2 separate regions of the Rattus norvegicus genome follow, and region 2 is linked to region 1. Evidence: chromatin contacts called from public Hi-C data. All regions are on one chromosome and are shown on one strand. The core of a region is the stretch at or near the end of the contact, and the rest is flanking DNA. Distances in the headings are between cores, read along the strand shown.

Region 1 (2,785 bases), core at 147-2,646:
GATGTCCTCTTCTGGTGAGTCCGAGGATAGCAACAGTGTACTCATATACATAAAACAAATTAAACAAATCTTAAAAAAAAAAAAAAAAAAGTGAAACCAAGCATGTGAGTGATTAGTTTTCTTTGTCCATGGGATTCCCAGGCAAGGCATTAGTATCAGGATACTCTTTAAAGGCTGAGCCGTCTTTCTAGCCTGTCATGGTGCTCTTAAACAAAATCAATGGATCTCGGGCCCCAGCGATTCCCAGATGTTGAGCCCAAGCCGTCAAGGCTTGGATGTCTGAGAGCAAAGGAGAAAAATCTGGAAGTAGTACTAAATATATTAATTTACTCTTGCCCCGTTCCCCTCCAATTATAAAAAAATGTCAGAAATATCTGGGCGTAGTGGCACAACTTTAAACCCAGCACTTGGAAAGCAGAGACAAGCATCTCTGCGAATTCAAGTCCAGCTTGGACCATACAGTGAGTTCCAGGCCAGTCAGAGCTACACAGTGAGAGCCTATTTCCATAAACAAATGAATAGTCTAAAAAAAAAAGTCAGAGGCCCTTTAAAAAAATTACATTAGACTACTCATGAAATGGGCCCTAGAAAAGGAAAAGGGAATTCATATTAAGAACTGGAATCATGCTGGATGATGGTGGGGCACACCCTTAGTGTTAGTCCCAGCACTTGGCAGTCAAGAGGCAGGCGGATCTCTGAGTTCACGTTGGGTCTTGTCTACGGAACAAGATCCAAATTCCAGTGTAGACAGAGCCACACAGAGAAACCCTGTCCTGAATCCCTGCCCCCCCCTACCCGAACACACCCTCTCCCACCTCCCATCCCCATAATCATCTGTGCTGGAAACTGATTGTCTTACTGACTTCCCATCTACTCTAAGACTTGGGCACCTCTGGACGGGTCCCACTCTTTGCCTCTCCTCGAATCCCAGTCCTCGATCACCATCTTACTTGGGCAAAAGGTCAGCAGGGATCTCAGCAGCCGCACAGCCCAATAGAGTTAGGGAATCGAAACCAACTCACCCCGAGTTCCAGGAAGTCCTATCTGTGATTCCGTGATTCTCCTGCTTCCTCCTGCTGCGCTATGGCTCCCTGGAGTCTGAGGACTCAGCCCGGTTTTTCCGAGGGGCGCTGGTCTTGGTCTATCCTGCGCTCCGTTCCAGTGTTCCAGTAGGATCAGTCTCCCACTGGCCACTGTGATCTTCTTCCTCGCTGACAATGCACCCCAGACCAGGACAGGTCCCCGGTCTCCTGAGCCCCTTCCCTTGGTGCAGCCTTAATGCTCCCGCATCCCGGAGGAATTCTACACCGGCCACAGTTCTCGTGTAAAGTCAAATTTGGGTTAACACAGCAATGCCCCAGCCGAGCCCTCAAAACCAACAGCTGTTTCTTCTTCCGGAAGTGGCTGCCAGTTTGACACGCCTCCCCCCCCTCGGGGGGGGGGTTTCTACTCCTGCTGGAGGAGTGCCAGCTTCTCACACCCGCTTTCTGGACAGCTCCCAGTTGAAGTCTCCAGTTGTCTCTGGTCCTTCTCCAAATCCATTAAATAGCTACTCTGAGTCCTCCCAGGTCCTCTGCTTGGGGTCTTGGATTTGGGGATTGAGCAAATAAGGTTACAGGAAGCCCTGATAACCACTGTATGGGATAACCTGGAAGTTCAGCAAAATAAAAAAAATAAAAAAGCGAGGCTGAGACAGCTCAGTGAGCCTGCCGACTTGAGTCACCTTCTTCTCCTGAGGTGGAAGTAGAGAACTGAGTTCTCCAAGTTGTCTTCTGACCTCGACATGTGCACAGGCCCTGGCATGCAAACGCACGCACACACCACACCGGTAAATGCATTAAAATGGGGGTGACTCCTAGAAGTGCCAAGGCACTTCCTTTGGCCTCTTTGTGTCGAAAAATCCTGGGGCAGGAGATAGAACCTAGTGGAGGAAGTTCAAGGGAATGTGAGGTTACCCAAGTAGGGCTCAATTCCTTTTTTTTCCCTCTAAGTCATCTCCAAACTTTGTTATTTTTCAAGGTGAGTTTATTATTAAAGTCCGTTATATGCCCAGTTTGCCAGTATAAAAAAATACCGTTCACGAGCCAGGAGGTGGTGCACAATCCCAGCACTCGGGATCTCTGTGAGTTTGAGGCCAGCCTGGTCTACAAAGCCAGGACAGTCAGGGCTACACAGAGAAACTCTATCTCAAAAATAAAAAATAAAATAAAATAAGAAAAAGAAGGAAAGAAATGCTGTTGATTTTCTTGAGCTATATAGCTGGAAAGGATGGGGAGACATTTTACTTTGGGGCGACACAGTTGGGGGCTGCCTGGGGGGTTTAGTTTACCTGTTTTCTCATTTCCTTGCCCTTTCTCATTTGTTGTCTCCCCACAGACATTCACTCACTGTGTAGCCAAGGATGTTCTTGAACCATCAGCCCTCCAGCCTCCCCTCCTGGATCCTGGGATAACAGAAGTGCACCACTACACTCCTTTCCTGTGGTGCTGTGGATTGAATCCAGGGTTCTGTGTTTGTTAGGCACGCTCCCTATCACTAGGCTGTATACCAGCCCCCTCTTGGTTTTGTGACAAGGTCTCTTTAAGTTACCCGAGCAGGTCTTGAACTTTTGTGACCCCCCCCCCCACTTTCTTAGCCTCCCACATGGCTGGGATAATAGATTCAGGCCTCTAGGCCCACTTTGTAACTGTTTGCCACCATCGGTCGTCTTAGGTCTAGAGATTTATGTACATGGTTGTCTTAGTTGGGGTTTTACCGCTGTGAACAGACACCATGACCAAGACAA
Region 2 (2,719 bases), core at 73-2,572, 93 kb after region 1:
GCACCTGGCTTTCCTGAGCCACCGTTACAAGAGTGATTTCAGGTGAGTCTGTGCAGAAATGGCCACTCAGCCTCGATGTTAAATCCACATGATGGGACAGAGTGAGAGACATCAGTCCAAACTACAGCAAAAACTTTTCCAATCTCAGTTTTGAGAGATTTTTGTTACATTTGTTTATTTTGTGCATGGGGAAGGAGGACCATGTGTGGCACTCAGAGGGTAACTTGGACGGGTTGGTTCTCTCTCTCCACTGTGTGGGTCCTGAAGATTGAATCCAGGGAAACCGCTAACACACCTTGCTGGCCCTGCTCTCTTCTTTGGTGTCCTCTGACTCTAGGTACCATTTCTCTGAGCCTTATTGTCACCAAATGTGAAATGAGCTGTGCCCCTGACAGGGGCAGTGCGAGGGTCAATAGTGAAATTACATGAAAAGAACTCACATTCTACCCTCCTTTGCTTTCCTTATTTGTTTACATTTTTGACACCAGCTTTACCACCGTAGCCCTGAACTCGCAGTGATTCCCATGCCTCTGCCTCCCAAGTGCCAAGAGGATGAGCATGCGTCAGAACCATTAACCTTATTTTCATCTTCCAGTCCTCTCAGGATGCTCCCAACGCTTCCTGTCATCATGGTCTCTGAGCCCCTGAACCAGTTACTCTGTGGCTAAGCTCGAGATACAATTTGGCCACCCTCAGTTTTCTTACTAAACAACCACATGTAAATTGTGGTTTTTGGTTAACTAAACTGTGTCCCTGTCTTCAGGGGTCGATCCCCAGGACCCTCACAGAGGAAGGCAAGAACCAACTCCCGAAGGTTGTCTCCCAACTCGAGTGCCATGGTAGCATCTCTCCCCACCAACGTTTTTATAAAATGTAAAATGCAGCTAAAGATGTTAAGTGGTTTAATTTAAACAATAATGAGAGAAGCATGGCGCCCATATTTGTTCAGTCAGTGAACAAATAGAGAACATCTCACTCTGCTTTACCGGATAGGATGAAAACCCATCAAAAAGCCCTGATCTGTGGTCTGGAGGGGAAAAAAAGAAAAAGGAAGCTGGTTAGCTGAGCATTGCCTCTCTTGGCCTCCTGACTGCAGTGAGACCAGCAGCCTAAATCTTCTAGAACCATGACTCCCCACCACGAGGGACTGTGAGACAAAACAAACCCTTCTCTGTTCTGAGTATGTTGTCCCCTGTAAAGAGGAAAGCGAGTGGAAGACAGACCTCTCATTTTATAATCGGAGAAGCAAGTATAGGCGGGTTTGGAGAACTTTGACCTTTTCCCTTCAGAGGGAAGCGCTCCGATTTGTTGGCGCCCTGCTGCCACCTGCTGTCAAACTTCAGCTTGAAAGACGTTCATGACCAGGAGACATGGCTTTCCAGTCCCTGTTACTCTTGCGGGGGGGGGGGGGGGGGTGTGTGGACACCTACCTGGCTTCTGGCTTCCATTCCCAGCACCCACGTGGTGACTCACAACTGCCTGTAACTCCAGTTCCGAGAGACCCAACGCCCTCTCTGTCCTCCAGAAGTGCCAGGCCTGTGGTGCAGGTACATACGTGTAGGCAAAACACTGAAAATCGTATGTTGCTATCTGTTTCCAGGATCTCAAACTCTACCAAGCCTTTAACCCAGGGATGGCAGCTTATCCTGTAATCCCAGCATGTAATCCCAGAGGGCAGCCACGTAGGAATCTGAACCCAGATACCAAAACTTTTTTTTTTTAAAAGCTTTAAAATAGGAAACTGCTGAGTATCATACAAATGTTACCCCAGATCACAATGCAACACCATTGTCCTAGGTGTTCTGAAACTGTATGAGAGTTGGGGAGGAGGGGTCAAATTTCTTCAACATAATGATTGTGCTGAGCTTTAGAGAAGCCAAAAGAACTTTAGTTGTTGAGATATTTTCCTGATAAGAAAGAAATTGACTTATTACTCTGGGCACCTACATATCTGCTTACATTTTCTTCTGTTTCTGATCTCCATTCGTTAAGCACAGGAGGTTTACAGATAGCCTTGGGTTCTATCCATCAACCGTTCTCTCTACATTAGGAAAGCCTGGCTTTGGGACCTTTAAACCAGTGATGCTCATTCGAGTGGGAGTTCAAAGAGTACTCATAGCTCAGACCAGCTCTTACCTCAAAAACAAACAAACAAAACAAAACAAAACAAAAAAGCAAAAACAAAAAAAGAAAACAGAAAAAAAAAACCCTGTTTCCCACCACTTTACCTAACCTACTGGAAGTTTACTTCTTCTCAGCCTAAAGAACTGCTGTAAAGAGGTTATTATCACCACCAGGAAGACTCGGAGCTGTAAACCAGAATGCAAGACAAGAGGCGCTTCTTTTTCCAATGTCCTCGCTCCCCCTAGTGGCAGCCAGTTTCTTACCCTGCCACTAGCACCTTGCTTAGTCTCCTCTCCACTCTAACCAGAGGAGACCTCGCTATCAGCTACTCACATGCTGTAGGTGATGTTGTTCAAGGAGAGAACAAATATCCCAATAGCAATTCACGCACTAAGCTACCCCGCTTGCCAGTCAAGAAGCACTCATGGATGGTGCCTCTGAGGCCAAATCTTGCTCCCCAGACAACACGGGATGAGTTCACAGACCCCTGGGCAAATGCCCTGCTGAACATTGGTCAAAAATGTCTTGGGGCTGGAGAGATGGCTCAGCTGTTAAGAGCACTTGCTGCTCTTCCAGAGGTCCCAAATTCAGGTGG

What was found. Hi-C and Micro-C count contacts between places; a contact is called where the count stands out from the background.
Region 2: a contact with region 1 is called in a Hi-C map of Schwann cells, with 5 times the contacts expected there. The contact joins the enhancer-like site here to the promoter of Mlkl in region 1. A contact is called at or near these places in 12 of 12 Hi-C or Micro-C datasets (the A7r5 cell line, the Rat2 cell line, Schwann cells and 7 more) and 1 of 1 datasets of contacts at active chromatin or transcription factors (oligodendrocytes).

Annotation. Positions count from the first base shown.
Region 1 is chr19:56,212,462-56,215,246 of GRCr8, forward strand. It overlaps Mlkl (mixed lineage kinase domain like pseudokinase), which reads right to left and starts at 1,397. Exons shown (of 11, transcript NM_001401077.1): 1 at 1,023-1,397.
Region 2 is chr19:56,305,084-56,307,802 of GRCr8, forward strand. No RefSeq gene overlaps it. Among named protein-coding and RNA genes, the nearest start is that of Fa2h, 33 kb to the left of the region's middle. Within about 2 kb of position 1,323, at least 2 of the 93 cell types and tissues checked have an H3K27ac peak or open chromatin away from gene starts, as enhancers often do. A contact at or near this core is called in Schwann cells, where this site is marked.